Regions from separate parts of the Sus scrofa genome. Here region 1 is linked to region 2. The links are chromatin contacts, called in public HiChIP or PLAC-seq maps. All regions are on one chromosome and are shown on one strand. Each heading gives the region's core, a stretch centred on a gene start, on an enhancer-like site or on the middle of the called end of the contact. The rest is flanking DNA. Distances are from core to core; before and after follow the strand shown.

Region 1 (4,303 bases), core at 1,116-3,615, 260 kb after region 2:
AATGTCACAATCTCCAAGCTCTAACCCTTCTTCGAGCACGCCTCAGGGACTTTTGCAGAGTATACTTAACTCTTATTTGAAGCACAGTTCTAACAAGTTTGGTTAGCTGGTTTCTGAATCCAGGACATATTAGAAGCAAGAAACTAGATAAGAGAGGAGGGCCCTGACAGCACCAAAGAGAGATGCAGACACACTTTTCAGATATTTCGTCACCATCAATTCAGTCTGTATGATGTGCACCTGTCTACAAGGTCCGCCAGGTTGGCTGGGGAGCCATCTACCCAGTCAGTCAGCAATTCCGTAACTCCCTGTCGTCCACTCATATCCTCTGTGGGCACTGTCCTGTTATTCCTGGGAAATTCCTTGCTTCCTGGATTGGTGCCCTGTCAGTAAAATTTGGGGCAGGATACAGCCCACCCATCAGAGCATAGGTAGTGCCCAGTCAGTCAAGGGCACTGAGAGTAACCACTGAGCAGCTGTTACACGAGGATCCACTGCACATGGCTCTGAGCCTCACAGTTCAGGGCACTGATTTAAACTGTAGGCTCTGGGTTCAAATCCTATTTCCTAGCTGACTGCTAGGTAAGTAACCCTGCCCAGTTATTCATTCTTCCTGAGCCTCAGTTTTCTCTTCTGTAAAATGTGAATTATAATAGGACCTAACTCAAAAGGTTGTTAGAGGATCACACGAGATAATATCAGGAAAGAAAGCACTCGGAACCTTTCCCAAGCTTGATATACGAGACACTCTGAACTGGAAGAGACCTTAGCAGTCAGCTTAGCCTCACGCTTCATTTTAAAAATAAGGAAAATGGGTTCCGAAGAGGCTAAGTTCAACAGCCAAAAAATATTGGCAGAAAAGCAATCACATACCTAGTCTATACCAGGAACATCATACCTACCATCACTTTCGATCCTCGAAAAACACTGTGAGGTGTTTTTATCTCTGTTTCATGGAAGAAGAAAGCTCAGAGAGGTTCAGTAAGTGGCCAAAGGCCACACAGTATGCATTAGAACTGGGATGCAATCTGAGGTTTGCTTACCTCCAAAATTCATGTCTGTTTCTCTTTACTCTGTCTCAATGTAGCAGGCAGGATTCCTATCTTTTTAGTAACCTCTTTGACACCAGATATGAAATGCTTGAAACAGATCAGAACATGGAATTGCCTTGTGGCTCAGCAGGTTAAGGATCTGGGTTGTCACTTCAGTGGTTCTGGCTACAGCTGTAGTGCAGATTTGATCCTTTGATCCCTGACCCAGCAACTTCTACATTCTGTGGATGCAACCAAAACAACAACAACAAACAAAAAACAAACAACAACAAGAAGTCAGAACATTCCTGAATTTCTACATATGACTAGGAGAGATTGCATTGTATCCTAGGGGTGCTCAGTGGGGCAGTCAATTTTTAGCTGAAGTCCCAATATTAAAATGTTTCTTCCTGGCAAAGGCAGAGAAATATGGCTCTTTCCAAAGCCTTCATGCAGCAGAGAATGCTAATAGAGCAGAGGAACACAGACAGGGCATGGAGGCCATGGTCTGAGCAGACAGAGGCACAGTGCCACGTAAACAAACCCAGAAGAGGCATTTCTTGGCAATTAGAGGCAGTTATATGGAAGAAAGTATTGAGGGAGCCAATCTCCATAGAAATCAGCAGACAAAAGCTGTATCAAAGGGAAATATGAGAAATCACATTAGCGGAGATGGAGGAAAATCTCCAGGTAGTAGTAGCAGAGACAACCAGGGAGCCACCACCATTCTTGCACAGGCTGCCTGTGGCAAAAACAGTGAGGGAGCCAAAGCAAGGACCAGCAGAACCTGGGAGCAGGGGAGTCCTAACCCTATGTTAGCAGCCACTATTCCTCAGTCACAGGAGACCGGGAATGTTTACTGCTCCATAAGGTATCTTTTGCAGAGACAGATGTCATTGATTGCACAGGATCTGAAATTCAGACGGCTAGGTTTGAATCCCAGCTTCACCACTTGCCAGCTGGATGACCTTAGGCAAATTATCTAACCTCTCTGTGGACCTTAGCTTCCTCATTTACAAAATGGGGTCCAAAAACTGTACCCACATCATAGGACTATTAGGAGGATCAAATAAGTGAGTTAGTACATAGGTAGCACTTGGAATAATTCCTGCCGCATCAGGAACGAAATAGGAAGGAAGGGGGCAAAGCACAGGCGTGAAAAGAATGACAGTCATTAAAAAGAACAGGACACCACGAAAACCAGTTAGAATGTGCTAGACTCAAGATGGTGGAAGATTTGACTCCCTGTGGAGCTTGAGCCTCATTATACACTCACTGTAATACATTGGCAGTTATATGACACATCCACAGGCACCATGACAGTTGTGAGGTCAACCGGACAAGGCCAAAAAGTGGGTGGTTCCCCAGTTCCTGGAAATCCTCAACTCTTCTCCAAGATAGACCTTCCCTCTCACTCATCAGCATATGAAATTATCCAGCCCACATAAACTAAGCACCCAGACAACCCAGGGTGCTCTCACTTTCTCAGAGGACCCCCTGCCCTGAGGTTGCCTCCCTCACCTTCTGAGATAGACCACCCACCGTCTATGGAGCGTATATCTCTCTAAATAAACATGCTTCCACTTGGCACCCATCCCAGGGCCTCACTCGAGACCTAGGACATGACCACGAGCCCAATTTTTCCTGCAACAAGAGTTAAGCAAACTTTTTTTTTTTTTTTTTTTTTTCAGGGCCGCACCCACAGCATGGAAGTTCCCAGGCTAGGGATCGAATCAGATCTGCAGCTGCTGGCCTACACCACCACTACAGCAATGCAGGATCCTAGCCTTGTCTGTGACCTACACTGCAGCTCACAGCAATGCCGTATCCTTAACCCACTGAGCGAGGCCAGGGATCGGACCCATGTCTTCATGGATACTAGTCGGGATCATTATTGCTGAGCCGCCACAGGCACTCAGTAAATCTTACCTCAAAGGGTTGATTAGAGGATGAGGTAGGATTCGTGCCTGGCATAGAGTAAATAATCAAGGCTCACTTTTACTCTATATTTGTATGTATTTAGATCTCACAGGCTTGGGGCACATGTACTGTTGAATTCATAAAGTCCCAGGCTATGAGACTTGGTAGAGTTGTAGGTGGATATGTGGCCCGGGGAGACTCTACCATCAAGATTTGAGGACACAGAGAAGGCAGGCTCACTCCCCTCTGCCACCCACCCTGGTGAAGATTTCTGCCTGCTGCCTACAGTGTAACCCACCAATAGGAGATTACGCTGTGGTTTCTTTTTCTGATGCCACTGGTAATTAAAGGACAATAACCACAAAGCAGGCTTCAGCATTCTCTTCTGAAGAATCACATGGATTAAAGGCCACCACGGATCCTCTCTCATAAACCTCTTTGAAAATTCTCCCTAAGAGAGTAAGCGCTGACCTGCTGCGGAAGAAAGAGGGGGACCCTGCACAATACTAGCCAAAGGCACTTTATTTTAAAGATCATAATTGATCCTAATGGGCAAAAGCTGAAAAAAGTGAGATTCTTAAAAGTAGCCCGAAAACACACTGTCTTTGCTCCAGTCAATTGAGATTCGGAACGAGATTCATCCAAAGGCCACCCTCCGACTGGTGATTTACATGGTCTGAGTTAAATAATAAAAACAGCAACAGGGAAGCTCAATGGAAAAAAAAAAAATTGCTTTCTCTGCTGCCTCAACGAGAGAGGGGAGAGCTAAGCAATATGATCCCCAGAGAAAGTAGGAGAATGTGGGTTGCCTGTTGAGGGGGTTGGGGAGGAGAAACAGGTGAATTTGGCTTCGACTTAACGCAAGAGGTATTGAAATTATCAAGAAGCAAAGGAAGCCGTGGCAGCCTGAGGTCCATGAGGAATAAAGTGATATGCAACCCTGTAGAAAATAAGACGCCAGTATAAGGTGTGCTGTTTCTGATGAGCACTTTAAACCTACTGCACCACAGGTCCAAAGGCAAAGCACTTGTGATACTAAATAACCTACATTTAAAACATCCAGTGTGGAGTGTCTTTTACTTTAAAAGAAGCAGGTTCACGTTCCCGGGCTGTGTTTAGATGCCTATGTGATTGCTTTGGTCTTGGCGAGTGACACCACCAGACCGGTTGATGCTCCTGACCCAAATCAGATGAGATCAACTCCTTGGTGAAACCCCTCTTTGGGGTTGAGGCACACATGTTTCTCAGAACTTTCACACACGTTGAAACAGTGCATGGCCAGCCAGACAGTCAACCGATTCAGATAGGCAATTTACAAATCCCTCTAGAAGATTCCACAGGGTACAGTCTGG
Region 2 (3,842 bases), core at 680-3,179:
CTTTTACTATTGTAGACAAACCTGTATCTGGAAGCAATAGAGAATTTTTTTTTTTTTTCATTCAAAAGCAGTGGTGAAAGTATCTTGCTTTGATCTTCTGCCATCACTGTGTTTGGATGCAGTGTAAGAAGAATGTTAATAAAATTTAGCTTTCTAAATATTTCTGACCTGTAGGGATTTATAAATTATTACAGTTTTAGAATAAAGAGCATTTCTTAAGACGTGTACTCTGGTTCTGGACAGGCTATATTGATAGGATTCTTGGAACCATGAGCAAAAAGGAATAATATATTCTGTGGTTTAACACACAGGAATACATTTTATGAATATATTAGTCATAAAATGGAATTCTGGCTGTTATTTGAATAATGAAGAAACTAAATTTATAATCCTTATAGATTTTCTGGTAAATGGACCTTTCGTTGAAAAATATTTACAAAATTAAAAAAAAAAGGCACCAAATTTTAAAAATGAGCTTTTACAATTATCAGTAACAAATATAAATACAGGTGGCAATAAGTTGGTCTCCATGAGCTCCATGCAGGAGTAATAGCTCCAATTACTGTCACAAATGTTTATAATTGTATCTATTGCTGCCAGACAATAAATGCTTTTTAATATAGTAAGGCCATAAATGTACATGCCGCTGTTGTTTAAACAAAATACAATTTTCAGCAAATTTATCCTTGAAACACCTGCTATAATCAAAAGGAGGTGAATGCTATCAAAATAAACTGCCTAAATTAACTAGACACACATACATTTTTAGAGCAGCCTGCATGATTACTCAACTGCCATGTCGTCTCAGAGAATGAGCAGAAATATTCACTGATGGACTTTTACAGGCAAGCTTTCTTTAAGGGAGACTACACAAGACAGAATACTGTTTTTGATTTCTGTATTATTTTTTAAAAATAGTGTTATTTTGTGGACTTAAGATTGTATTCTCAAGGTCAATTTTTTTTTCCCTTTGTAGCCTGAGGCTCATAGACAGTTATTAGGTTTGTGGAAAAGAATACTATGCCTAAATTATACATTCAAAAATACTGTAAAAAGATGGAAAAAAAACCCAGCCATCCTTAAGCAACTGGAAATGACTTTTAGCTGCTTCTGTCACAGTCTTGTTGAACTTTCAGGATATTCTGTGTTTAAAGTTAGTGGATGATGCCTTCCTTCCTGTTTACCCTGAATGTGATAAATGTTTCAACTGGATCCCGAAAGGTTTCATTTATCACAAGTTGAAATAGGAGAACAAGTGTTTTTACTGTAGAGATTACCATCGGTTGTAACTAAAGAGCTTCAACAGTGGGAGGTTTTTAAGGAAATAACCAATAAAGACTGCCATGTTATGTAAATGCTGTAGAGGGAAGTTACTAATGCCTCACAGCAGATATACCTCAAATAGACATTTGTGATTGAGAGCATGGAGCTAATACACATTGGTTATAATTGAAATTTCTACACTGCTTAAATATTTCATTATTGCAAAGTATAATTTAATGTTTCCTTTTTAATTACTTAATATAAAATATGAGTTGAAGCAGAAACCATTTATCATATGGACCTCCCTACATAATGCACTTTTTAATTGCCTTGATTCATTTTTCTAATCAACAGTATTAGAGTAGTTCTCACTATCAGAGTGTTTTATTACAGATTTCTTAATATTTGGACAAGTTTTTGCCCCCATAGTCTTTGTCCCATCATATGTGATTGTTTCTTTATGCCGAGGTAGCAATTTATGTTTCTTAGTTCTTCAGATATGCAGACAACTCCATTTTTTTGGTTTTTGTTTGTTTTTTAAGTATCCATATGAGATCAGAGTTTCAATTACTAGACTCTTGAAGTTGAAAGAGACTGGCAAGGTCATCTTTTCCAGCTATCCACCACGGTTACTCAGCATCCTGTGAAATAATGACATTCTGAGTCAGCCTAAGATTGTTCCTGCATTCTCAGGAGGGCCTCTTTCACTGCCTTGCCAAATCTCTTCTCAAGGCTTATAACTCCTTCCTAAATCTGGGAACCCCCACTCAGAAGATTTGTGTGGCCATATAAAAGGGGTGTGAATAGAGTTAGCATGAAAAATAAGTCTGAGTCAACATATGAAAACACTTAGTAACAGATGGTAGTTAGTAAAGATCTAAATATGAGCACACATTAGAAATGTAATTATTTAACTAACGGGGTATTTTATGGAGAGATTATGGATCTCCAGTTTCAGTTCAACTAAAGGCAGGTGTGAGGATCCCAGTGATTGCTGTAATAGCCTTTGCTTGCCCTCTGTATGCACTGTCTTATTTTTCTCTACAAGAGGAATATCTAGAAAACAGGTACTTTCCTGAGGAAACACTTATTTCCAGTATGATTCATTTCCAGTATGATTCCCACACCCCCTGCAGCAAATACACACAGACAGCGTATACCACACATACGTACCAAATTCTTCGTAAGTCTGTGTTTATTCTTTGCACAATTATAAAGAAAAACCATGCGTTCACACCACAAAGGTGTACCACATAAGATTTAGGCTGCTGACAATCAAAGAAAAATGGCACATTTAAAAATTCAGGAAAGCTGCATTCTGCAATTATCCTGCAACCTGATGGGCATTTTTCATTAAGAAAGTAATTTAATCTCATGAAAAAGTTATTTAATTTAATGGACAGTCTGTCTCTCTCTCTCTCTCTCTCTCTCTCTCTCTCTCTCACACACACACACACACACACACAAATACATACATAAATGTGAGCAGTGATGAAGCTGAAGATTAATCTAATAATTAATTAGGACAGAAGAAGAGAATTGCAAAACTGCTTATGCAAAGCAACAAAGAGAAAGAATACAAATAATGTTCTGTCATTAGAGAAGGGAGTGTTCTGCATGGAGAAAGCAAATACTCTGCTCATATCCTTGCAGAAAGCATGATAAATTATTGACCTGTCCCAGAAATATTTGCTAAGTGAACTTAGACATATGCAACTCCTTCTAGCAAGCTGTGTTTTCTGCCTCTTTCACTTAATCTGATCTCTTGCCATCAGATTTCCAGAGAATTTTCTCATTGACTGTGGATAGAGTACTAAGTGTGTCACAGGAACATCAGTGTTTCACACTGAAATCTCGAGACTGATCACTTCGGAACTGCACACACTTGGCCCTACCTCTCTACCACTACAGCTACAATTATCATTTTAATAACTAAGTCTGGTTCCCTGTAGTTAAAACAGAGATCAATTGTCCAGATCCCCTTCCAAGCAAGGACTTGCTACCTAGCCACAGAACCTACAGCGGTCTGCTCCTTCATTGTAGAGCTGCCTAACCCAAGGCCCTACCCTTCCAGAGTAACCCACATCTGGCTTATGTGAGTTGTTTATAGTTTGTGACTAACATAAATAATGCTGATTTGAAAATCCCTGTACATATCTTTTGGTAAACATAGGTATACATTTCTATTGCCATTTACCAAGAGTTGACTTACTGGGTCATAGCATATGCATGTGTTTAACTTTAGCAGACCCTGCCAATTAGTTTTTGAAAGTAGTTATATAAATTTGTACTCCTTCTAAGAGTGTATGAAAGTTCCTGTTGCTCCCCAGCCTCCTCAACATTCAGCCTTGTTTTAGCCTTTTTTTTTTTTTTTCAGGCCTGCACCCGCAGCATATGGAAGTTCCCAGGCTAGGGGTCTAATCAGAGCTGCAGCTGCTGACCTATGCCAGAGCCACAGAAATGTGGAATCCAAGCCATATCTTCAACCTACACCACAGCTCATGGCAAAGCCAGATCCTTAACCTTCTGAGCGGGGCCAGGGATTGAACCTGAGTCCTCATGGGTATTAGTTGGGTTTG

The links. HiChIP or PLAC-seq counts read pairs in DNA pulled down with a chosen protein or histone mark.
Region 1: a contact with region 2 is called in an H3K27ac HiChIP or PLAC-seq map of alveolar macrophages. The contact joins two enhancer-like sites. A contact is called at or near these places in 2 of 47 Hi-C or Micro-C datasets (embryonic fibroblasts and skeletal muscle) and 1 of 2 datasets of contacts at active chromatin or transcription factors (alveolar macrophages).

The regions. Positions count from the first base shown.
Region 1 is chr13:151,593,291-151,597,593 of Sscrofa11.1, forward strand. No RefSeq gene overlaps it. Among named protein-coding and RNA genes, the nearest start is that of CD47, 170 kb to the left of the region's middle. Within about 2 kb of position 2,366, at least 2 of the 83 cell types and tissues checked have an H3K27ac peak or open chromatin away from gene starts, as enhancers often do. A contact at or near this core is called in alveolar macrophages, where this site is marked.
Region 2 is chr13:151,337,637-151,341,478 of Sscrofa11.1, forward strand. The region is part of intron 6 of IFT57 (intraflagellar transport protein 57 homolog); the gene reads left to right. Among named protein-coding and RNA genes, the nearest start is that of IFT57, 41 kb to the left of the region's middle. Within about 2 kb of position 1,930, at least 3 of the 83 cell types and tissues checked have an H3K27ac peak or open chromatin away from gene starts, as enhancers often do. A contact at or near this core is called in alveolar macrophages, where this site is marked.